2 separate regions of the Columba livia genome follow, and region 2 is linked to region 1. A link is a contact called in public Hi-C data. All regions are on one chromosome and are shown on one strand. Each heading gives the region's core, a stretch centred on a gene start, on an enhancer-like site or on the middle of the called end of the contact. The rest is flanking DNA. Distances are from core to core; before and after follow the strand shown.

Evidence for each region. A called contact is a pair of places that touch in the nucleus more often than the background predicts.
Region 2: a Hi-C map of crop shows a contact between it and region 1, with 6 times the contacts expected there. The contact joins the promoter of FYB2 here to the enhancer-like site in region 1. A contact is called at or near these places in 2 of 2 Hi-C or Micro-C datasets (crop and liver).

What each region holds. Positions count from the first base shown.
Region 1 is chr8:12,846,027-12,853,698 of bColLiv1.pat.W.v2, reverse strand. No RefSeq gene overlaps it. Among named protein-coding and RNA genes, the nearest start is that of OMA1, 27 kb to the right of the region's middle. Within about 2 kb of position 3,843, at least 1 of the 3 cell types and tissues checked has an H3K27ac peak away from gene starts, as active enhancers do.
Region 2 is chr8:13,420,454-13,428,125 of bColLiv1.pat.W.v2, reverse strand. FYB2 (FYN binding protein 2) reads right to left here and starts at 2,668. Exons shown (of 25, transcript XM_065070949.1): 1 at 2,421-2,668. The coding sequence starts at 2,653.

The sequences.
Region 1 (7,672 bases), core at 2,594-5,093:
TACACTAACTGCCCATGATGGATAGATCCATCTTGCTGTGTGCTACTCTGATTCCAACGTATTCACTCAAACTACATATGTAATTCAAAATTTTCCTTGAATTTATTCTTGTTTACAGGAACTCTGAAGCACTGTGCTTCCAAGTGCTTGCAAATGACTAAGTACTATGCCCTGCTCCAGGGAAGGATGTGAGTCCATATCCTGAATTAAGTCTGTAGCACACTCCTGCTAACTGCAATAAATAAAGAGTAGGCTTTGATTTGTCCATGTGACAGTGTAAATCAAAGGAAGTAGAGGGAACAAGCCCCAGCTATATGGCATGTATAAAATGAGGAGGGGTGAAGATTTTTCTTTGGCCAAAATCTAACTGGCTTTGAAAGAGTAAAAAGCTCAAACCTCCCACCTGCAGGGACCTCTGACATTTCACCTTTGTGTTCCATGAAGAGTGTGCAAATCCACGTTTTACTGTAAAAATTTATCACAATACTGAGGTTTTAAAAAATTCTTTATACTAAAAGAGCGAATTCTGCAAGATCTTTAGGTTTCCTAGATGGCTAGTTTTGGATCTTGGAAGCCCGCCTGTGGGGGGATGAGAGAGAGAGAGAGAGATTCCCTTTATTTTTCTTTTCATAAACTCTTTCCTTTCTACAAATCACACACAGCTTTATGAGGCACCTTTGCAGCAGAATCTCTGAAGCCTCAGGAAGCCTGAGCAAGCTGTAGTTTTGCCAGAGCTTTTTGGGGTGGGTTGGTTGGTTGGTCGGTTTGTGGGCTTTTTGTTTGTTTGTGGGGTTTTTTGTATTCTCTGTTTGGGTAATTTTTTTGGAAGCAAAAAATGCTAATTAGATTGTCTCAGTATTGACATTTTCTTTGTTGCATTTTTTCTATTACCCTTTCACTAGGCCAGCCTCATGGACTGGAGCAGACATGTAAAAACATGATCCCATTGAGTCCCATGAGGCACTGCAGTCCAAACCTATCAGCATATTAAACTGAAATGTTCTATATTCAATTTTCTCTTAAAAGACACAGGATTTCCTATGTTAGCCTTTTAAACTAACAAAGACAGAGTAACCTTATCTCATTGAAAACACAAAACTATTCCTATCTGCTTCCAAGACTAGCTTCAGAATTCAGACTTGCACGGGCCAACCTGCCCATCAGTCTCTGTGACTTGGGAAAGGTCGCTCTCTTGGTGAATGAGTTTTCTGACCTTCTAAAGATGGGGGAATCAAGTTCAATAAGCAGCTTCAACAGCAAGCCTTTCATCTCTGACCTCCAGGCTAGATTACTGCAACTCATTAGACTGTTACAGTGAAACATGCTAATAGATTGCCCATTTAGAGGCACTGATGTCTCAGCACCTGGGGTGAAAGTCTCTATAGGAAGAGTTCAAGATGCCGTTGAGTCACTTGCAGCCACTGCCACACTCCATGGGTTAAGCCACTTCATCTCACTGAGGCTCTTAGCTGTCAAAGCTTTTCTTGTTATTTTAAAACAGAAGCAGAAAAGAGTAGCTATCTGGATTTACCCTTACATTTCCCAAGCAAGCAACCAAGTTTAAAGAAGAAAAATAGGGATTAGGAAAAAAAGGTGAGATGGAAGAAGCGTGAGAGGAAGATGGAGGTCACAAAGCAGCTCTGCCTCATGTCAGAGAGGGGCTGTGTGTGGCTCCTGCAGGAGAGGCCTCAGCACAGGCTTTGCTCCCTTGTTCCAGGAACCAGAACTGTGTACACAGTCTGTAAAACTGACACCAAGTTTAAATAACTGTAAGGAGCATTTTACTGATTAGGGAAACTTGGAACTACTATAACAAAGGGTTTATATGCAGAGAAAGTGATACATGGCAAAAATGCATTTTTATTAGTAACTAAAATTAAGGAAAAGTAGTAGAAATGTTGGGTGGGGGCAAGTGTCTCTAAAGTAGTCATGCTCTTATTATGGTATCTTGACGTGACACCTGTGACCATCAGCAGCCATGTGCCTTCACATCTATGCCTGACAGCTATGCTGGCAGCTGCTGGCACTGAGTTACAGCATATCAATAGCAATAAAACGAGAAGTTTAAAGCCCCCCAAATCTGCAATTGCTCAGGAAACTGCTCAGTGTATCAGATATGAGTGCACAAGTACCTTCTGAACACTTCTCTTTGATAGTGCTGTGCTCATTTTATTAGCTGCCCTTGTTATCCCCATCAAATTCAAGATCCTCCTTCCTAAAGTCCTATATATATCAGCTCATGATAGTCATTAAGAAACATCCTCCAAGATGTGATGCCTCTTGACATGTATGTCCCACAGGCACTATGAAACACTGAAGTGATAAAACTCAAAGTCCCATGTTAAGAGATGGAGATTTCTTCAGGGATAGCCTGATAGACTGAGACCTGCTCCCCGAGAAAAATCATGAAGTCCATAGATCTCAATGGCTTTCATAACCACACAGGAAACTAATTTCAGTGGATCCTCTGTCTTGCAATACTGACAACAAAGATAAGGAAAGGTCAGCATGTCAAAAATAAGTTAGTATTAATAACAGAATGACAAAATAATAGAAATAGAATGACAAAATAATAATAGAATGACAAAAGAGAGCCATGAAGAATTGAAGCTGGAGCCCATCTAAATACTACACCCCGAGACATCCATGAGAAGTTCTTCAATGCCATACAGGGTACATACCCTGTGTAATATGTGTGTCATATTAGCTATGCACACAAACACCGCCAGCCATTAAAGCCGCAGCCAGGGCAGAGGCAATTGAGGTAACAGAGGTGTGGGGATAAATGACGATGCCGGATCAGCAGCATTCATGGCAGCAGTCGCTACTAGAGATAGGGTCCCACTCTTGGCACAGCCCCAGGACACCCCCCAGCTTCAGCTACAATATAAGAATTTGTCCTTTTAATGCCAGAGGTCACAACCCACCATATTGTCCAAGACTGTGTCCATCATAGTTAATCACAATAAAGAAGGGTTTAGAGAAAGCACTAAAGCCTTCCACAGACTTATCCAAACCCTGGCTTAAGGGTTAACCTGTGATCAAATTGGGCCACCACACATGACACCCTTAATGAGTGTGCAGTATGCAAGGAATACCTGATACCTGTGATTCTGACACAGCAGCAGTTACTTCATCTTGGTTAAAAAATAATACACTTCATCTGGGGACAAGCAAGCTTGTCACCAAATCATCATAATTAATTTAACCACTATCATTACAGCTGAACTTTCCAGCCCAGTCAAATGAAGCAAGTCAATTCTTTCTGTGTACTTTTTTTGGATGTTTTCCTTCCTCTGTGGCTAATTATTGAACATTTTTTCTAAGCCCTAATTCATGCCTCCTTCCTGCTTACTGAAGATAAAATGTCATCTGTGCAGGAGCTCATAATCAGCTGATGCTGACAAGCAGAGGATAAAGCACGAAAGGAAGAATATTGTTTTAAGGAGGGAGAAATCCAGATCTAACTACTGGGACCTTTGCCAGAGATTTCAGTGTGAACAGAATAGAGGCCTCATTGTCAACAGCGAAAATTGGACCCTGCTGCTTCTCAAGGGTTTTGTTTCCTTCTAGCTTGTTGGCTGAAAAAATTGTGAAATGCAGACCAGTAGAGCCTCATCTGTATTACCAAAGTAACCGGAGGGTGATACAGCTGGGGATATAGCAAAGAAGTGGGGAAAACTCCACCAAATACAGTGCTAGACAAAGATCTGATTGCTTCAAGAATCATTTGCTGTTCTGTTAAAGTGCTTAAAGAAAACATAGTAACTTTCTCCAGGCTCAGAATCTGAAGATACTCTTCATATACCTGGCAGTCTGAAATCCAGTTGACACATGTTTGGCTCCTCCAAACCTCAGTTATTTCCCTTCACCCTTGTAGTTCATGAATTACCTCACATGGAGTGGGGAAAGAGAGAGAACACCAAGCACTGAGACCACAGAACAAAAGCAGAATCCTCTCATTTCACCATCTCCTGAACAAGTAAGGCTGGCTGATGTGAAGCAACCGCTCTCTCTTCCTCTATTATCCCTCATACTCTAAAACCACAATTACAGAGAAGAAAATACAAACAGCCTATCCTAATATTTTCATTTTCTCCTCACCTCAGATATATATCCATCCTACACATCCACAGCTGGTGCTGCGGTCACCCTCAGCTCCCGGCTCATTTCCCTCAGGCAGCAGCTGCTCACTGCTCACTGACAGGTTGGAGAGGAAGGAAAAAAGCAAGTCCCAGGCTGTCAAGAACACAGGTGAAAGCAGATTTCTCATCTCCTTAGAGCACAGATCCTGCTTTGGTCATTAGACAGAGACAAGCATGCCATCAGCACCAAAATAAAATGTTCTGACTTCATTTGTTATCCTACCGTAGGAGGAAAGCAGACCACATTTGCAGTGAGGGCTCAAAACTGGCTACTACAAGTGTAAACCCAATGGTGCATACTTAATTTTTGCATGTACAACTTTTCACTCAGTCACTCCTTTCTGATAATTTCTATTACGGGAAAGTAAGGCTTGCCAGACAGCAGCTTTTGTTAAAGTTACCTGCTACCCAGATAAAGAACAACCAAAGACCTCCAACAGAATCACCTGAGATTCACTGGCTCACAAGGATGATGTTTCAAGTTAACTCTAGGGAAGAGTTATTGCAGTTAACACTGAATGAAAGTGAAAATCACCTTGATAATTTACTAAAGCCAGACTAAAAATGAAGGTGTTACAACGGATCAGATTCCAGATCAGCTCAGGCAGCCCAGCTGCCATCTCGTGGCTAAAAATCACACTGCGGCAACTTTGCTACAGTATTCCTTCCTCATTTACTCTTTCATTATTTATCCCACATATGTATGGAATAAATCTGACGACAACACATCCCAGGTAGGAATAAGGAACTCAGGTTCACTAGAGTCCAAATATACAATTCAGATCAATGTTGCCAGAAGGGAAAAAGAGATAAATTTAACTACATCAAGTGTAATTTGCAGATTAAGATTGCAGAGAATGGGAGGAGGGGAAGCATCTGGGTTGGGGCAGGAGTCATCTGAATTTGGGTACTATTCTGTACACACTGATCTGACAGAAGAAAACCAACTTCAATACCTACATGAAAAACATCCATTAAAAGTTGGGGGAAAATATTCCATTTGACAATTGGGTCAAATACCCAGTCCTCTATGCAATTATGGAAATTAGGCAGTGAGGGAGTTAAGAAATACCACTTTTCCAACAGACCCTTGCATCTTTTGTAGCCTCAGGTTGACCTCAACAGTCATTTGAAAAGGTCTAAGAAGAACCTGCAATTAAACTTGCGTAGGAACTTTAGAGCTTCCTACAAGGTTTATCAAGTTTTCAGACCATTTAGCGCTTTCAGGAGCTTCTGTTGCTCACGCATGCATCACCTTACAGCCTTTTTCACATTGACTCAATGTTGAAATGTTGGTTTGCTCACCCTACTTCTGTGGTACTTGATGTATTTTCTACATTGGATTGTGTAGCAAAGGCGTGATAAGAACTTGAGAGAAGCTGGAGGGACTTGACCACGTCACTCACAAACAGGAAAAAAAACAATTTGTATCATTTTGATGGAACTCACTTTGGAAAACAGCCTTTTCACTTTGGGAAACAGTCTCTACTTGCCATTACAAACAAAAGACAGAACGACCATAAGGCTGACCACAGTATGTCCAAATACAGTTACAATAAACACATCTTTGCCATGAAAATCCACATGCGAGTGAAAGCTGAAGCAAAAAGTAGGCAGGTCAGATCATACAGCACATGCCACAAGCACAAGTTTTACTTCCACTTGTTAAGTGAATGGTTTCTAAGATGAGCTTCTGTGTACCTGTACCTCCCCTGACTTTCACAGGAAGGCAGCAGCAAAATGACCAGATCCCAAAGAATTATTACCTTTTGCTTTGCCTGTTCCCTGCACTTCCAACTGGAACCACTGTCCTGGACAGTTACCTGGAGCTGTGTGTTCTCAACCAGGTGGCTTCAGCTACAAGCTTGCAAGCGGAATGCTACAAAATAAATTTGTTTAGCACATATTTTGGTGTCTATCGTCAAATAGTGCTGTCAGTCAGCAGTGTTTTTATCAGATTAAGATATAGAAGACAACCATATCACAAAGTTCTTCTTCAAACTTGTATTTTCACCTGTTTTGCTGGTCAACAAAACGAGACTGTGTTAAGGATATTATATAGGTGACTAAGTTACACATCAGGTTTCTATGAACTGTTGTCCCACCAAATGTTGGTTATGATTTGCTAATTAATCCAGTACTGTCAGAATCCCATTTTAAATGGAAATATTTTAGTAAGCTGTAACAAAAGGTTTAGGAACATCATTTTTAGTAGGTGATTGATATCAACAGCCTGAAAAATGTTTATGCTTAAAATATAATGACGACTGCACATATCCTTTTTAACTTCAATGCTCTAGTCAATGTATTATAATTGAGCTCTACTGAATTACTTTTCTAGTGGATAAATACTGTACACGCTGTAGTGTGAAGCGACATCATGTAATGTATACTAATTAAGCCATTATATCTGTAGAGAAGATCGTATCTGAAATATCAAATTAGCAAGAATTAAACATCTCAAAGGATTAATGAAATGTTATGGAGCCATTCACTTCCAGGTCAACAGGTTCAATTTCAGCTTAGTTTAATAGTTATAATGAATTTATGTACTGGAGATAACAATTCTCTGTATCCATTCATAAAGCAGGGTAGGAGCCCCTGGTTTGTACCAAGAAAAGCAGCCTTTAAGCAGCACAGCCAGAAGAAGGCAGGCAGGAATGAGCTAGGCCTGGCTTTGGCACGTAGCCTCAGGCTCCAGGAGATCAAACAGCACATTTACTGGATGCCTGCAATTCGTGTAGGCAGCAACAAGGGACAGCAGAGACACCCAGCTCTCTTTACACATCTGCCAACCATCGCCAGCCCAAGCAATAGAGTTATCACTGGCAGAACATCCAAGTCCATCTTTTACTTCACTTTTTTAAGAGCAGATTCTGCTTATCCTAATTCCCCTCCCTGCAACTCTTGCTACTTCTAGCAGAGACGCATGCAGCATAAGAAAACGATGGAGTGGGGGCCACGAGAAAGGAAGAATTGTAGCCAATTTTTATGCAGCATTTATGACCATAAATACACAACAAACCCTGATTCTGTGGTAGAATCACAAATTTGAGATTAAACTATTTCTGAGATTAAATAACCACCATGTCAACAGATTTAGGCATCAGCTCCTTAGAGATGATGGACAGTAAACAAACAATAACCAGTTTGCACATACAAGAAAGTAGTTAAGAAATAACTACATCAAGAACAAATAGGTATCTTAGTCAAGTATGCATAGAGGTACATCCAACCTCTGAAGATACACATCAAAATGTGAAAAACTATAAATGTAACAATCACCCAAAGCTTATCCCTTGCATGTGCTCCGCAGTGTCTGGTTTCAGACATGCAGACATTACCCAATGTGCCGTGGGAAGCTAACGAATGATTCCCAAAGCCGAAGTTCAACCCCAGAGTTTTTCCACTGATCTTCTCTGAAGCTTTGCTAAAATCACTGTCCTACCAAGCTTCACTACCTCAAATAAAACTGTTACAAAGTCCACCTATGGAGGTACTGCAGAAAAAGTTCATTATTTATGAGG
Region 2 (7,672 bases), core at 1,419-3,918, 580 kb before region 1:
TACATTAGGTGCACTACTCTGGCAGCTTAGTTCAGTGCAGAGAACTGTAAGGCTCCACAAGAACCTGTCTAATGAGGAAATTGGAAAAAATTATCTAGGACAGAACTTCGTTATTCTGAAAAAAGCCCCAGCCTTAAGTGTTAAGGCAGAACAGATGAATAGCATACTGAGGTTTTATTGCATCTAATTGCACGATTTATTAAACACTGACAATTTCTCTTGAATAACCCCTTTCACTGACTTTATTACTTTCACAGGGCAGTGCATGATGTAAAGAACCAACCCATGGGGAAGAGGTTTGAATTGCTCCAATTATATTTCATATTAGTGGTCAGCAGCATGATGCGGTGTAAGCTGTCCAGACAGCCTAATCTAGTGTCGAGCCAATGTGAATGGGAATTTTCAGAAGTATAGGGAGGAAGAATCAGACTTTGGAAAAAAAACAACAAAAAAAAATCCCTCATGTACCAGATCCCTCCAGCACCGCCAGATGGGAAATAAAGCAGTGAGGTGCCCTAACGTGATTGCACTGAGCCTTTGCACGTGCTGCAGCAGCAGCTGAACAGTTCACTGCTGTTTACCTTGCTTTACTGATTTTCTTTACTCTAGCACACAGTTCCTCATCAGTGCCCTCGGAGACAATGAAAATAGAAAAGAAAAAGTACCTGCCTGTCTCAATATGCCACCGGCGAAGTGGACTCCTGCGAAACAGGGTTTGTGGTCAGGTCTTACCCCGGCAGTGGCAGAAACAGCTGTGACAGTTACAGTCTTGGCACTACCTTTAATTAAAGAGGGATGGATACAAGCCTCCCTTCCCCCCCCCCCCCCTCAAGTTGTTACTCCTCTTACCTTGAAATGGCAGCTTCAAATAATTTGCCTAATTAACTGGAAGGTTATCTGCACTTAAAGCACTCTCTGTGCCCTTCACTAGAACATAGCTCCTGCAGTTTGCAGCCCACTTGGTGTATTCTCACCAATGCCACAAGCAGACCCAGCACCAGGGGGAGACATACAGTCCCTGGCTGAGCACACCAAACTGCCTGGGAAGATGGGGTTAAATTGCACCATATGGCCACCTCCTGTACCCCCACACCCAGCTGGCCCCAATGCTCTCTTTTCCCCCTCAATAATGTTCCCAAAAGTGCTGCCTCCTTGCACAGGGCTGAGCTTAGCAGAACCATCTGAGGTACAATGAGTTCTCCCAGTCTCTGCAAAGATAATTTTCCATCAGGACTGTTTCAAAATACAGACCCACTCAGGCAACTCTCCAGCTCAGCCCACACTTTAAGCTAGCTCAGGGAGATGCCCAACCTAAACGCAGTGCCAGATGGGCCACAGGCGGTCAGGCCACACATGAAGTCCCAGTCCCAGTGCCCCACCAGCCCAGGGAGGGTTCAGCACAGTGGGGAGAGGTGATCCTCTGAAAATCAGACCAGTTGACAAGCAGAGAGAATACACTAGTAAATTTAAAGAACTGCCAAAAGCTCACAATGTGTATTAGAGCTACATCTGGCCAAATAATTCACTGTGAATAATAATACATTTGGCAAAAGCCCATGCAAGATACGGGAGAGGATAAAAAGGAAACAAACTTCCACTGACCGGAAAGCTATGAGCATTACAGAGTCAGGGGATAGCTAAACTTTCCATATTTTCTCCCTATAAATAAAATGTTCTGCTAACATTAATATCATTCTAGGAAGCAGAATAAAGCTCAGCTTAAGCCTATGATAATGACACCTTTTAGAAAGATCACCAGCTGGAGGTCTGTGCTGATACCAAGTACTAAGTAAAAGGAATCTCAGTTCTCATTAGTTTTCTGCAGTTGCTTTTCTAAAACAAATTGACACTGAAAAAATTCCACTCAGCTGAGAGGAAGCACTGCATGTTCCCTTCCTGAAATTCTTCTGGCTTCATCCATTCTTTATCTTGATTTCCAAGGGAGGTCCCATGGGTAAATGTTTAATCAGCACTGCTCTCTTCCCGGCAGTGGGGTGGCTGGAGCTGAGCCCAGGCACCCTGGGCATGCTGACGAGAACGCACCACAGATACCATCTACTCATTAACCTGCCGGCTTCTCCCAGAAAAAAAAAAAACTCCACCTCTACTTTCTGTTAAATTAAGAGACAGCAACCACAGCTCATCTCAGAGGAAGAGGGTAAGAAACCAGGCACCAGGATCCCTTCAGCCCCTGCTTTGGGGCAGAACAGCTGTCCCCATGCACATCACATGCAGCATTGAAAGCATGCACCTAATGCCAAGTTTAACTGCTCCCAGTCCTTCATAGAGATAGCAGCCCCAAAGCTACAAATCAGCAGCAGAAAATCAAGCAGCAGAGGTTTCACCCAGTCCGGGGGGCAAAGGAGACAAAGCAGCCCATGCAGTGAGGGTGAGAGGAGCAGGGCCGCCACAGTTACCACCTCCATTCCTTTGCTGCTCCACGCCGGCTCCAGCCGTTCAGCCTGGCACCATGTTTTGCTGCTCCCTGCTCCGTCACTGCTGCCGCCGCAGCACTGGGTGAGGCGGGGCGAGCCCAAAAACACACCTGGGCCAAGGCCTGGGTCTGCCCCCAGGGCGGGGAGAGCCTCACCCCAGCAGAGCTGAGCCTGCGGGAGCAAAGCCCGGCCTGGCCACACTTCCCTAACTGACTCATGGGTTCTCTGAACCACAAACAACATCACAGCAGGCTTTGGATGGGCTCACAAAGGAAATAATCCAGTTTTGTTTGCTTTTTGAGAAAGAACGGCACATTCCCTCAGCATGGGTGCCCCTGCAGCACCCCTGTCCATATACACAGAAGTTCTCAGGTCCCTTCTGAAACCTGAAGCAAGAAAAGCCGAGGAGAACAGAGGAGTCCCACCATGCCCAGCAATAGTCCTTACCCCACCTCTTCACATGTCTCTTCATGGGTGACACCCACCCTAACACATCAGCCCAGCTTGCACCAGGCTCTTCCGCAAGCCAAAGCCAGAGACCTTGGAGTGATTAAAAGAGACATTTCCCTGGAGGAACCAAATGTTTTCTCCATCTCTGGATAGCAGAGCCCAGCAAAAACAATCATCCTCGCTGAAGCGCAGACGTATTCCCTGGTGAAGCAGCTCCTTTTCATGGTGAGCTGTTTCTCAGAGTCCTAAGGACAGACCAGTTGAATTAGGGCAAACAAGACTTTTCTCATCACTGGATACTTCTGCCTGGGAGAACAGCTTGAACGGATCTGTCCAAACAGTGAACCCATGTCTTTACAGAGCACATCTCCCAGGAAAAGCAATGCTGGTTAGCTTGGCAAGAAGAGAACTGAGAGGACTTTTTTATTTTCCCCTCCATAACTGATCAAATATTATTTTATCTTACTATGTGGGTGCACTTGATGTTTTCCTTTGAGTGTCGAGAGATGGCTGCTGCACGGAGCCCAGGTGCTGGATGGTATTCAGAGGCAGCTGTCAATAGGGCTTGGGTGGGCAGGGAGCCATCGGCAGCCTGGGCAACACTTACCCATCACCAACTGACCTTAATCCCAAGCACCAGGACATGGCACCTCTCGTATACACTATTCTCAAAAGTTGCCAGGAAAAGAAACCCTGCAGCAATAGCAAGCCTTGAAGTTAAGGGAAAAGGGACTGATAAACCATGTCTTTGATGTGTGGGACCTGATGGCAAACTGTGTGCGTATGTCTGAAAGTGTCCCAGGTTTCTCTCCACTGCTTTGAAGGTAACAGTGTGATACATGACTTGTGGATGGACACTCCTCCTTTGCACATGAACACTCCCTGTCACTACTGGGAGTGGGACCATTGCTCTCCCAGCCTAACCTGGCACTGCTTTCCAGAATCAAGCTTGAGAAGAGCTGAGAAAAATTTTAAAAAAGATTAAAAAAAAAGACTCAGTTGTCAGAGACATGATCTGAAGCGTGTGCCTCGTTCCTTACCACATGAAAAGCCCTGCTGCTGCCTGGTGGTCTCAGAGAAGAAAGGGAGGTCCTGCCGAGCTGAGAGTTGGCAGGGAAGTCCCCCAAACTCAGGCTGCAGTTGTGGCATGATGAAAATGAATGCTGATTTTGTGTACAGGTAGTTGGGGAGGATTTATGACCTGCCCAGTGGTATGAACACAGGCCATGAATTCAAGCACTGTTGAAGAATCAGGAGGTTGTGACTTCAGAGCCATGCTCCTGTGGAAAAGGACAGGGTAGATTCCTCTGTATGGGCTCTAAAAATAAAAAGAAAATGCCAAAAGTTTCTTTAAAACATACGTTTTTGTGAGTGCTAGCCCTGGTGGGACCCCCACTTGCCTCACGTTCCTTCCACAGCAGCCCCAGGGCTGCTATAAATCGCACCAGGCTATAATAACTGCATGGGGAGTGTGGTATAGCTGCGGTGTTGTAGAGATCAAACACTGCAGAAGTGGAAGCTGACTTTTTTCTCTGGCTCTGGACCTTTCTGGGGAATGTCTGATGACAAAGAGCTGGTGCTGCTCTGTGTAAGCCACCTTTTAATGGGCCACATGGCACAATTTCCTTCGAGGAACTAGACAGGTCAGAAGACAACAAAACAGGACTTTACACCCTCCACGAAATGCTGGAGGGAATGCAGGTAATCTCTTTGATAGCTCTTCCCCTCCCACTCCATCTCTCCCCGAAGTGCTGGTGCCTCCCGTCAGTCCCCATCAAGCTGCAAATTGCCATAAACTGTGACATCCCAGCAAAACACAAAGATCGCCTTGTTTGGAGCAGGAGCTTGGGGTTTGGTCTGGGTTTGTGTATCAGAGGCACTGACCCAGAACGGGAGTTCCCGGGCACAGCCCTGACTCAAAAAAAACCCAAATACCTCCCCTGAGAGCAACCGCACCAGACACTTCCTAAGCACGCATGGTCTCCCCAGAATAAACAATTTCAGCCCTTTTAAAAATTTCAAATTTTATGATTTGGATAGGGTTTTTTCTGCAGTGATGCAGTCAGTCTCTTATATAGACATATCAGTCCAAGGGCTGCAAGCAAAGCATTCAGCAGACTTATTTTCCCTGAAATATTCTGAATTTCCCAGAAATTATTCTGCTTAGTGACTGCTGGGATTTTTCATATGTTATAGGTATATTATACAGATTTGGGACTGTTTTTTGTCTCCACAGAGGTGTTACTAGAGACCAGATACAACAGCAAATGTTGGGAAGATTACTTATTCCTAATCTTTCAGACATCTAGAAAGGCAGGGCAGCATGAGTGGTGAAGACTGGGGAAATTTTGGGGCAATCCAGTTTTCTTTGGAAGACAACTAGATTCAGGTATTGCCCAGGACATAACTGGTGATAACATTAGCCCAGTGCCATAATATTACAGATTGGGGATTTTGGCTCAGTTTTTATGCCTTATTCTGTCCCCAGGAGGACCAGGGCAGCCACCCCAGCCGGGTTTCCTACACGTCTCACCATTCTTTTTCCTGGAGGTCATATCGTGGTTTTCCAGCAGAGGGGGAGATAGGATCACTTGTTCCACCATCGAGCAACTTGCTCTGTCTTGCATTACTAGCGCTAATGAGAAATTCAAGAAAATGCAATACTACCGATCCCAGCATTCAAAAAGCTAACACTTTATTTTACTAGCCAGGGCAAAGTGTTTTTCAGGAGGAGCCAATGTAGGTACCCATGTGTCTCCTTCAGAAGTTTTAAAATTATCCCCATCGAAACACTGTTTCAGATAAGAAAGTTGATTATAAAGCCTTGCAATTTTTCAGGTTTTTATCTGTCCAAGCTACAAGGTTTTCTCAGCAGTATGACTCTGATCCCACACTTAGGTGCATACTTCTTTTTTAGCAGTGTAGCCTGTATGATTGCTCACGTGTTCAAAGCTAAACGTTTACTTTGGCAGAAGGTGTTATCCGGACAGTTCAGTGACACCAAATGCGGACTGGCATGTCCAGCACTAGAACTGTGGTCATCTTCTGCTCCTTAGGTGGACCTTTTCCACACCTCTCCACAGCCACTGGGTTCAGTAACTGGGACACGAGCCCATGCACGTAAATAACAGAGGTTTGTTGGTCCTTACAATGCACTGTGAGTACTCAATGGCCGGAGAATTGAAGCTGGGGATGACGAACAGCTGAACCTCAGTAAATAAGATGTACAACTGGTGCAGAGAGGAAAAACATGTTACTGTTTGCAGTTGTCACAGAGGCATGCCAAAAGTCAACTTAGGGAGGCAATAAGCTCCAAAGAGACTCTATTCTAACCAGAACTGTTTATCAGAAAAACAACTAGAAACAGGGTTTATCAAAATTATTGAGCACTCTTAAAACATTACAAAACACAGTTTAGGAGCTCTATTGCTACACAGTCAATTCAAACTCAAGGGATCAGATACCAAAACTCTAAAGTGATGATTCAAAACACACATCTTCCCACCCTTACAAAGTGAGGACCCTCAAGGGTAACCAGAAGAACACTTACCAATAAAACAAGGTATTTCAATCCCCAAGAAATCTTCCTTAGACAGCCAGTCTAAGAAGGAGAGTCTGCAACTGCACACCCACTGCTCCAAGGAAGATCAACTCAATGGGGGTCTCCAGTGGCTCCATTTATACTCTAGATGAATCTGAGCTGTGGTCATTCATGGGAGTGGTCCAGGACCTTCTCTCAACCAAGGCATTTCATTGGTCAATGGCCCTGTCTGTTGACCAAGGGGCAGGTACATCACCAGAGGGGTCCATCAGCCTCCAAGTTTCTGTACCAGCCTGCAGCATCTTTTCCCTACCCTGCAGTTACACAGCACAACGTGGGCATGAGGCCTTCAAGACTGCAGGAACATCACTGACCTCAGAGCATCTGCTCAGCAGCATAAGCCACACCAAACTCACTACATCTATCTTATTCTTTTCAACGCTCCTACTCATGTCTTCTGTTAGCTATACAATATAAAGCCATCTTCCAAATCTAAACCCTTCTCTTGAAGGTTTCTGTGCTGGGATTTTGACTTTGAAGTTCAGAGATGAAGACCTTGGTAACCAGCTTTGCTTCCTTGGCAAAACAGCAGCTCCTGTGCAGAGAAAGCTCCCCAGCGCTTGCAGAGAGGATGAGAAATCCCATGTGTGCTGTGAAGGCGCGTGTGAAACAGCGAACTTTCCAAGGGTGGTGCTCCAATTGCTAGGCAATTTCTTGATTTGCCATATCTAACATTTCTATAACCTCTGTACATTGCAATGATCTCTCTATTTTTTTTAAAAAACACCCTACCTCTGAATGAAAGGCTGCCTGCTCTGCCCTTTTCCCTGGGGAACCACAAAAGAACAAACAGCACATGGCAGCTGTCAGTCACATTGCTTAATGCATGACAGCAAGAAGCTCAGATACAACTTTGGGGGTATGGCGTATCAAACGGAATAAAAAAGAACAGGACTCTGCCTTTAGATGTTCATGGTCTTCAAGTCAGGAAAAAAATTCAGATTTACAGTATTGCATGAATAATGTACTACAAAAATTATAAATAGAATATTGGCATAAAAAAGGATTATTCTTTTAAGTAACTGTATCCCCTGCAGCAAAAACCATGTGAATATACTAAAAATAAAAATCTACATATAAAGGAAGTGCAAATGTAAGTTGCTGGACAACAACACTATGTTAGCTCTTGTAATATAGTTCCACCCTAGAGCTAGGCTTATACAAACAGCCACATTCATGTATGTCC